Linked DNA regions of Mus musculus: all the other regions are linked to region 2. The links are chromatin contacts, called in public HiChIP or PLAC-seq and promoter capture Hi-C maps. All regions are on one chromosome and are shown on one strand. The core of a region is the stretch at or near the end of the contact, and the rest is flanking DNA. Distances in the headings are between cores, read along the strand shown.

The links. Promoter capture Hi-C pulls out the DNA fragments that hold promoters and counts their contacts. HiChIP or PLAC-seq counts read pairs in DNA pulled down with a chosen protein or histone mark.
Region 1: a contact with region 2 is called in a promoter capture Hi-C map of the HPC-7 cell line, with 2.3 times the contacts expected there. The contact joins the enhancer-like site here to the promoter of Abl2 in region 2. A contact is called at or near these places in 12 of 39 promoter capture datasets (the 3T3-L1 cell line, the C10 cell line, the HPC-7 cell line and 8 more), 2 of 15 datasets of contacts at CTCF or cohesin (pro-B cells and stem cell-derived epiblast-like cells), 66 of 484 Hi-C or Micro-C datasets (the AML12 cell line, B cells, the C2C12 cell line and 43 more), 7 of 115 datasets of contacts at active chromatin or transcription factors (bone marrow-derived dendritic cells, bone marrow-derived macrophages, effector CD8 T cells and 4 more) and 3 of 9 other capture datasets (adipose tissue, liver and pancreatic islet).
Region 3: a contact with region 2 is called in an HNF4G HiChIP or PLAC-seq map of pancreatic cancer cells. The contact joins the enhancer-like site here to the promoter of Abl2 in region 2. A contact is called at or near these places in 2 of 39 promoter capture datasets (the HPC-7 cell line and pre-B cells), 2 of 484 Hi-C or Micro-C datasets (CD4 T cells and regulatory T cells), 1 of 115 datasets of contacts at active chromatin or transcription factors (pancreatic cancer cells) and 1 of 9 other capture datasets (adipose tissue).

Annotation. Positions count from the first base shown.
Region 1 is chr1:156,406,848-156,409,547 of GRCm38.p6, reverse strand. The region is part of intron 4 of Axdnd1 (axonemal dynein light chain domain containing 1); the gene reads left to right. Among named protein-coding and RNA genes, the nearest start is that of Axdnd1, 13 kb to the left of the region's middle. Within about 2 kb of position 1,322, at least 43 of the 459 cell types and tissues checked have an H3K27ac peak or open chromatin away from gene starts, as enhancers often do. A contact at or near this core is called in the C2C12 cell line, CD4 single positive thymocytes, CD8 T cells and 10 more, where this site is marked.
Region 2 is chr1:156,557,513-156,560,212 of GRCm38.p6, reverse strand. Abl2 (v-abl Abelson murine leukemia viral oncogene 2 (arg, Abelson-related gene)) reads right to left here and starts at 1,426. Exons shown (of 12, transcript NM_009595.3): 1 at 1,008-1,426. The coding sequence starts at 1,164.
Region 3 is chr1:156,733,171-156,735,870 of GRCm38.p6, reverse strand. No RefSeq gene overlaps it. Among named protein-coding and RNA genes, the nearest start is that of Gm39683, 9.9 kb to the left of the region's middle. Within about 2 kb of position 1,335, at least 36 of the 459 cell types and tissues checked have an H3K27ac peak or open chromatin away from gene starts, as enhancers often do. A contact at or near this core is called in the HPC-7 cell line and pancreatic cancer cells, where this site is marked.

The DNA of each region.
Region 1 (2,700 bases), core at 73-2,572, 150 kb after region 2:
GGGATTCCATGGTTGGCTTGGTCCTGAGCTAACTGGGAGGTTGGTATTCTGTCTTCCAAATGGATATATATACATATATATATATATATATATATATATATATATACACACACACACACCACACCACACACATATACATATATATGCACACACATAGACATATACACATACATGTATATATAAATATGTATATAAATATTTATATATATATTTATATTTGAACCGTCTCTTTACTCCATTATATTTCTTACTTTAATGGGTAGGTACTTTAGTATAACCTTCTCTGAGTCTAACTCTCTGCATGATTCTAAGAAGTCCATGGCATCTGCCGCACTTGGCATCCTTGCAGTGGTCCAGCTGGGGTCATCCCTGGATGTTGTGGAGCTTCTTTACCGGATTTTCCTAAACTGGGCCAACCTTGGTGCGTGTAGCCGCCTGCGGCCACACTAACTGGGCTCCTGAGTGGGAGGCCAGAGCTGTATGGGAGAGTATGAGAGGAATAACGAGACCAAGACAGATTTCTGATCAAGGCCCAAAGTTTACTAAGAGTCTGTGCTTATAAAGGGGGGAGGCCCATCTCCTGCCACACCAGGCTTCTTGATGCTTTGTTGCTAAGTAGTCTGTCAGAGCTTTTAGCATTAGGTCGCCAAGTCCACAGGTTGTTGGCTATCTCAGGAACATCTCAGGAAGACAGGTTCAGCCTCTCAGCGTAGTGCTTCTTGGAGAAGAGCAGCGGCAGGTGACAGAAAAATAAAGCCATCTAGGTCAGAAGGCTCCACCCCAGGTGGTCTCATTCTCAGTAGCAGCAAGGTCTGAATCAGCCTCCTTCAAGGCAGGGGGAGGCCACAGGTGCTGCCTGTGGGTCAGGAACCTGGTTGTAGCTGAAGTGGAGTACTCCTAATTTCCTTGCTAACTGAATTGCTTTCTGTAAACGATTCCATTTTGCTGAGGCCTCCAACTGAGTTACATCTAAGAAGGGGAATGCCTATCTCCAAGCTGCAGCTATCCAATCAAGCAGTGAATGTGTATCTCCCCTGGAGCTGTCTAACTCATGTTCCAGAGCTTCTGATACGGTGGGATTTTCCCATGACATTTCTAATTTTGTGCATCTCTTTGACCTGGCCGGCAGATCAGTCAACGGGGTCTGCAAGAGAGAGAGAGTGGTATGGAAGGGGCAAGAGACTTGAAGAATGGAGGCAAGACAGGTTGCTGGTCAAGTCCCATTTATTGAAAAACAATTAAGGGCACATAAGCATAAGCTAAGCCTTATGAGTGCAGCTGGAGACACTAAACCACAAGTGACTAGCAGCTGGGGGCACTAAACTGCAAGTCCAGGAAATGTCTGAAAAGAATGAGATGTTATCAGAGTGTGCTCAGCTGTGGTGGGCTGCTTGCAAAAACCGCATGCTAGGAAACAAGTCTCTTGGCAGGGTGGAAAAATACCAGCCTGCAAGTAAAGGGCGGGAGATGGCTGCAGAGTTGATAGCCCCTTTCTCCTAGGAGACGGTTCCCAACATCTCTTGATCTGGTAACATTATTATATCTGCTCCCTTCTCCCACAGTTTCACTATGTAGCATATGCATCCTTCATGCCATTTTGGGCATAATTTTTTTCTAATTTCATTAAGTTCCTGTGGGGTATATGCTCTGGTTCCTATTATTACCTTCTTGGGGCTGGTGTGTCCAGAAGCTCCAAAGCACAGCATGAAATGCCGAGGGCCTTGCCTGCGCAGCCATCAGAGCCAGGCTACGACATATGCCAGACCGGAGGAGAGTGAAGTGAGTGTGTGAATGAATGCAATCCCATTTCACTTTCTATTTGTTTTATTGTTGTTTATGAATAAACACCCGTATAACCTGATAAACTGGCACTCTTTCTCTCACTCTTGGCTCCATCCCTAATCCCAACTTCCCCAAATTGCCCTCCAACTGCCAAATGAGCGCTGTGGTATATCTATCTGTGCCTATATTTACACACCCCTCCCAGAAATACACATCCCAACCAACAATAAAGTAATGAAATATTTTTTGAGATATGGTCTTATTGCCTAGCTTTTGCTAACCTGGAGCTTACTGTGTAGACCAGGCTGGTCTTGAACTCACACAGGTCTGCCTGCTTCTGCCTCCCAAGTTCTGAGATTAAAGGCATACCTACCTTGCCTAAGTAAGAATGTAGTAGATGTAGAATTGTGTATAATTGTATATATTTACATAAAAAGAGAGGGAGGATATAAAATGCCTGCTTTTCCTTGACATAGACACAGCATTCACATGGCCAGCTTCACAAAGACTTCACACACACTTTCTGTGAGCAAAGGAAAACCTTTCTTTTATTAAATTTCAACATGACATTTTCTTTTCTTAATTTTTCTTCTTTTCTGTATATGTGTATGTGTGTGTGTGTGTGTGTGTATATATATATATATATATATATAGAGAGAGAGAGAGAGAGAGAGAGAAAGAAAGAGAGAGAGAGAGAGAGAGACTCACTCACTTTGTAGCTTTGGCTGGCCTCAGGCAAGGATCCACCTGTCTGTGTCTCTTGGGTGCTGAGACTAAAGGTGTGTGCTAGCATCCCATGCTCATTAGGATGTTTTCATACACGTGCCATTTGGCTTTGTTCTGTTAGTCCTCCTTCTGCGGTGCCCTCTTTCATGCTTTGGGTGTTTCTATCTAATAAAAATTTTAAAATGTGTGCAA
Region 2 (2,700 bases), core at 177-2,676:
GATTACATTATTTGTTAATTACTATAACCTTGTCTATATTAATAAAGACACACAAATTAAGAGTATGTGCTCAAAATTTGTATTTACTAGAGTTCAGGCACTTGCCCCCAAGCCTGATAAAGAGTTTAATACCTGGGAGAAATGACTCCCCAAGTTGTCTCCTGACCTCTGCATACATGGGTGTGTGCGCACATACACATACACACAAAATAAATATAATTTTAAATAGTTTAGAAACAGCCCTTCTGAAGAATATGACACCGAGTAAGTCCCAGACTATGCGGAGCACATATGTATACACCAATGCAGCTCAAAGAAAAACTCATGTTCAGACCACATGGAAGGAAGCCCTAACCATGCCCACCCATCGACAGCCCCGCCAGCCATCTCAGAATCCTGTGTCCTACTCGGATAGGCAGAACAGGGTGGTTTGGCAAAGCCTTTCATTTCTAGTTTGGAGAAAATACTCTGTTGAAAGTAAAAAGATACGGAAAAGGGTTTCACAGTTCACCATTCTGACACTGCTCACCGCCTGGTTCATAAAGCACATACCGAATATGCCACCACAATCTCTTAAAGATTCAGTACCTATTTCCCAATTCCTCAGGGCACGACTCGTTCCCGTCGTTCACAACCGGTTTATCCTCCCACCTCCTGAACCTGAGCTCATACCTGCCTTCATCCTTCCCTCCCTGGGGATACCATCCACAGTTCCACAGTCGCCCCGTCCTGTCCCAGGATAGCAGGACAGTCAAGCCTGGGTCCCTAAGACCCCGGTTCGTGCTCGCCGCCGCCGCCGCCCCCAGACGCTGCCAGCCAGGCGGGGGGAGGGGTGTGCCTCGCCTCCCGTGACTGGCCCAGATGGCAGCCGATTCCGCCCCCACTCGCGGGCACCCCTCCAGCCCTCGCCCCCCGAAGGCTGCCCATCCGCCTCGCACCTCGCCCCGACCCCACCCCACCCCTCCCCGGCCTCCCTCATGCCCTCCACCGGCTCCGGACACACTCACCGTGCTGGGTGAAGACGTTGAAGCCGGCGTCTGCGGTACGCCCCGCCGGGTCCCGCCTGCGGCCCGAGGGCCTGGCTGCGCTGCTGCCCCGGATCCCGCGCGGCTGCGGCTGCTGGAGCCCCGGAGCCTCCCCGACGCGGCCCACCTGCTGCCCCATCCCGCCGCTCGCGTACTCCCGCGCCCCCGCCGACCCTTGCTCACATTCCTCCTCTGCTCCGGCCTCCGGAGCTCCTGGCGCCGCTCCGGTCTCTCCGGCCCAAGCCCAGGCCCTCTGGGCCGGAGTTGCCGGCGGCTCCCACGCGGACTCCTCGGAGCCGCTGCCGCGCTGCCTCCCAGCGACTCACAGACTCTCCTTCTCCCTCCCCCTCCGGCGGCTCCTCGCCCCAGCCGCCGCCGCCATCTTTAAACCACCGAGCACAGGGCGAGCGTGGGACAGAGCGTCTCCCGCCCCCCTCTCGCCCAAGCACCTCCGCTACTCGGTGGGCGGAGCTCGGCGGAGCCCCGCCCCGCGCCGCGCCCCGCTGGGTGGAAGCCGGGGCCCACAGGGTCAGCGAAGCTTTCGAGGGCCCTCGAGTGCTTTTACTGCTACCTTCACCCACGTTCGGCTCCACACACTGCCCCACTTGGAGGACTGTGGGCGCCCGGCCTTTCCCGTCCCACCTCCACCTGTCAAATCAGAAGAGGCTGAGAAGCCACCACGTGCGCCGCGCAGCTCAGCACCAAACAGCTGAGGCTCCTGATCCCTGGGCTTCGCTGCCATTCAATTGAGGAGCCCTTCACACACACTTAGCATTGGGCCCAGAATGAAGTTTGGAATGGTACAGAATTCACGGGGAGATGGTCAAGTGCGGGGTTAACTTAATTCGGTGAATTATTTCTTGATGTGCACTTTGCCGTCTTATTGGCAAAGCGGTTAGAACTCAATTCTTCATACTACCGTGGATTTCTCTTGAACTCTTCCACCATCGACCTACCCGCATGTGTTTCTGTTTACTTTAAAACGCCTGGTGGGGCGCTGGTGAGATGGCTCAGTGATTAAGAGCGCCGACTGCTCTTCCTAAAGGTCCCGAGTTCAAATCCCAGCAACCACATGGTGGCTCACAACCATCTGTAACAAAATCTGATGCCTTCTTCTGGAGTGTCTGAAGTCAGCTACAGTGTACTAACATATAATAAATAAATGAATCTTTAAAATAAATAAATAAATAAAATGCCTGACAGTAAAGCGACTCTTCTCACAGACATGCTTTCCTCTCAGTGCAGGTTGGGCCCTCCTTTTTGGCAAGGAAAAGATAAATCACTTTGACCTTGTTTCTGAGTCAAAACTTACTCATCTTCACCGTCTGGGGTCTAAATAGAGAAATGGACAGAAGAGAAGCTATTTTTATAGATGTACACCCTATGTGCCATGAGGACTGGAGCCATTGCTTAAACCAAGGAAAACCACCCTGGGGAAGAAAAGAATTAGCAAAATAGATATAATTCCCCATACATGTCTTTTGTAGAATGGTGTAAGATCACAAGTGCATGTGGGTGAGACTCAAACTCAGGACCTTGAGTTCCAGGTGAGTGCTCTACCACTTGCTACTACCGCCCCCCACTCCAGCTGATTTTGATATTCACTATTAAAGAGCCTTAGGAGCTGGGGAAAGATGGGTTAATGACAAAGAAGACTTGCACTGCAAGCCTGACC
Region 3 (2,700 bases), core at 86-2,585, 180 kb before region 2:
CCTTCACAGAGATGACATACGAATTTTTGGTTCCTGTAATGTCAGCAGAGTTGACCCAGGGAACTCCAGAATGTCACTCCAGGGGACCCACCCCATGTCCTTACTTCAACATCTTGAAGGCCTGGAAAGAGTCAGAAAGGAAGAAACGACAAGAGTCCCTAGTTATGAACTCCATACTTTGTATTCTTAATGGTGTCCTGGGTAGACTTACCAGATCTAGCAAATGAAAACACCACAGAGGATACTCTTATTTTAAAATACTGTCATCTGAAGTAGCCTACTACCAGGCTCCTACTGCCTTGTGAGTCCCAAGAACAAGGACCCAGAGCCTGTGACCTGCTCTCTGTAGGTGCTCAATAAACACAGAAGGGCTGTTAGAGTGTGTACTGGCTAGTTTTGTGTCAACTTGACACAGCTGGAGTTATCACAGAGAAAGGAGCTTCAGTTGAGGAAATGCCTCCATAAGATCCAACTGTAAGGCATTTTCTTAATTAGTGATCAAGGGGGAAAGGCCCCTTGTGGGTGGGACCATCTCTGGGCTGGTAGTCTTGGTTCTATAAGAGAGCAGGCTGAGCAAGCCAGTAAAGAACATCCCTCCATGGCTTCTGCATCAGCTCCTGCTTTCTGACCTGCTTGAGTTCCAGTCCTGACTTCCTTTGGTGATGAACAGCAACATGGAAGTGTAAGCCAAATAAACCCTTTCCTCCCCAACTTGCTTCTTGGTCATGATGTTTGTGCAGAAATAGAAACCCTGACTAAGACAGAGTAGCACTCTGGTACTGCAGTGTGGATGCCACACTTTGTATACACAACACCTACTGAGAGGATCCTGATATCTGTCACAGCTCTATATGTGTGTCACCTCTGACCCCACAGGATAAGAAAATAAGAGCAGAGGCTGGGGAAATGGCTGCATGGGCAAAATGCCAGCATGAGGACCTGAGTTCAGATCCCCCACACCAACCTAAAAAGCTTAGCATGGGGAACAGAGACAGGCAGATATCAGGACTCACTGGTCAGACTAGCCAATCGCTGAACTCCGTGTCCTGTGAGAGACTGTCTCAGAAACTAAGGTAGAGAGATACAGACGCCCAACATTAACCTCTGCCCTCTACACAAACACACAGGAACATGCCCCCCTCATACATAGCAGAAAAAGAAAAAGAGGAACATTTTAGTTGATGAGAGATGGAGTTATGTGGAAACTGGCATGTTCTCAGTCGTACACGCAGGACATAAATTAAAATGTCACTGGAGAGCACTTCCCTCTCTCTAAGAAGATGCCTCCTCCCAGACGCCCTGCCTGCCCCATTCCCACCTGGCAGGCTCTCCTAGCCTCTCCTCTGCTGGCACCGTGTAGCTGGGACCTGGGTGTTTGTTTCATGAGAGAGTGGCATAAAGGTTATAGCGAGACTGGATTTGGTGTCTAGCTCCTGCTGGTCTGGGGTCCTTGAAAGTTGGCATCAGCTCAGACACAAGTGACAAATGTTGGAGCAGCCACAGAGACCCAGGATCAGAGCTCCCATCTGAGCACCTCCCATAGCGGATGCTGGGGTTCACAACCACACCCCATATTGCTCTCCAGAGGGTGAGTAAGCCCTCAGGGCCCAGCCTCTTCCAGGACTGCAGATGGGGCCCTGGAGAGCACGAAGTTCAACCACCCCCAAATCCCATGAATAAACTCAGTCTTCACTCTGCTTCATGAAAGGAACTCTGTCCTGGACCGCCCTGGTCCCTGCAGCCCTCAACCTCAGAGGTTTGTGTTGCTGGAGGACCTTCTTTGAGCTCTGACAAGGACAAGGAAAGGCTCTGTAGGCAGTGTTTGACTTGTGGGTGGTTGTTTTTTTTTTTTTTTTTTTCTTTCATGGCTACAAACCATCGGCTGTTGAAAAATTTGAGTTTACTTGTGAATTGCCTGTCTGTGTTTGTGAGTGGAGGAAGGTAGGACTGAAAGGTTTCAAAACTGTTTTCAGTTTCTGTGTGAGTTTCTCCGGTGCTTAGCGTTTCATTGAGAATCCCATATTTATTTCTGTGCCATTACATCATTGTTTGGCGCATTTTATAACCTGAGGTGGAGAGAGCTGCCCTCCTTCTTGGCACTGGAGTCAGAGGATCACATCACATCACACCCAGCAGAATTTAGGACATGATCCTGAATGAGGTCCACTCAGCTCTGAAGAGGGACACAGAAACACTGTGTGTAACGGCGACGGAAATGAGTTCAAGGCGGAAATTCGCTTGTACATACTATTCCTTTGTACGCTAGAGAAACCTGTAATGGATTTCTTCCACAGATCAAAAACAAAATTAGATGTAAAATGCAACAAAGGGAAAAGAGAGGGCCAGTAAGATGGCTCAGTGGGTGAGGACGCAGACCTGAGGATCTGAGTTCAATCCCCGGATCCTCTCAACGGTGAGGAGAGAACAAAGTCCAGAAAATTGTGCTCTGGCCTCCAGACATGTGTCACGGCAGACATGCCCCCCACATACACATACGCACCTACATACACACACACATGCACACCCGCGTACACACACACCCCTACACAGACACACAGATATATACACACCTACACATATACCTACACTCATGTACACACACACACACTGACATATGACATTCTGAACATGTTGAAAATAACTAGCATTCCATTTCCTTGGTCCGCTGCTGCTTAGCTGGTCCTTTGAATGCGCTATCCT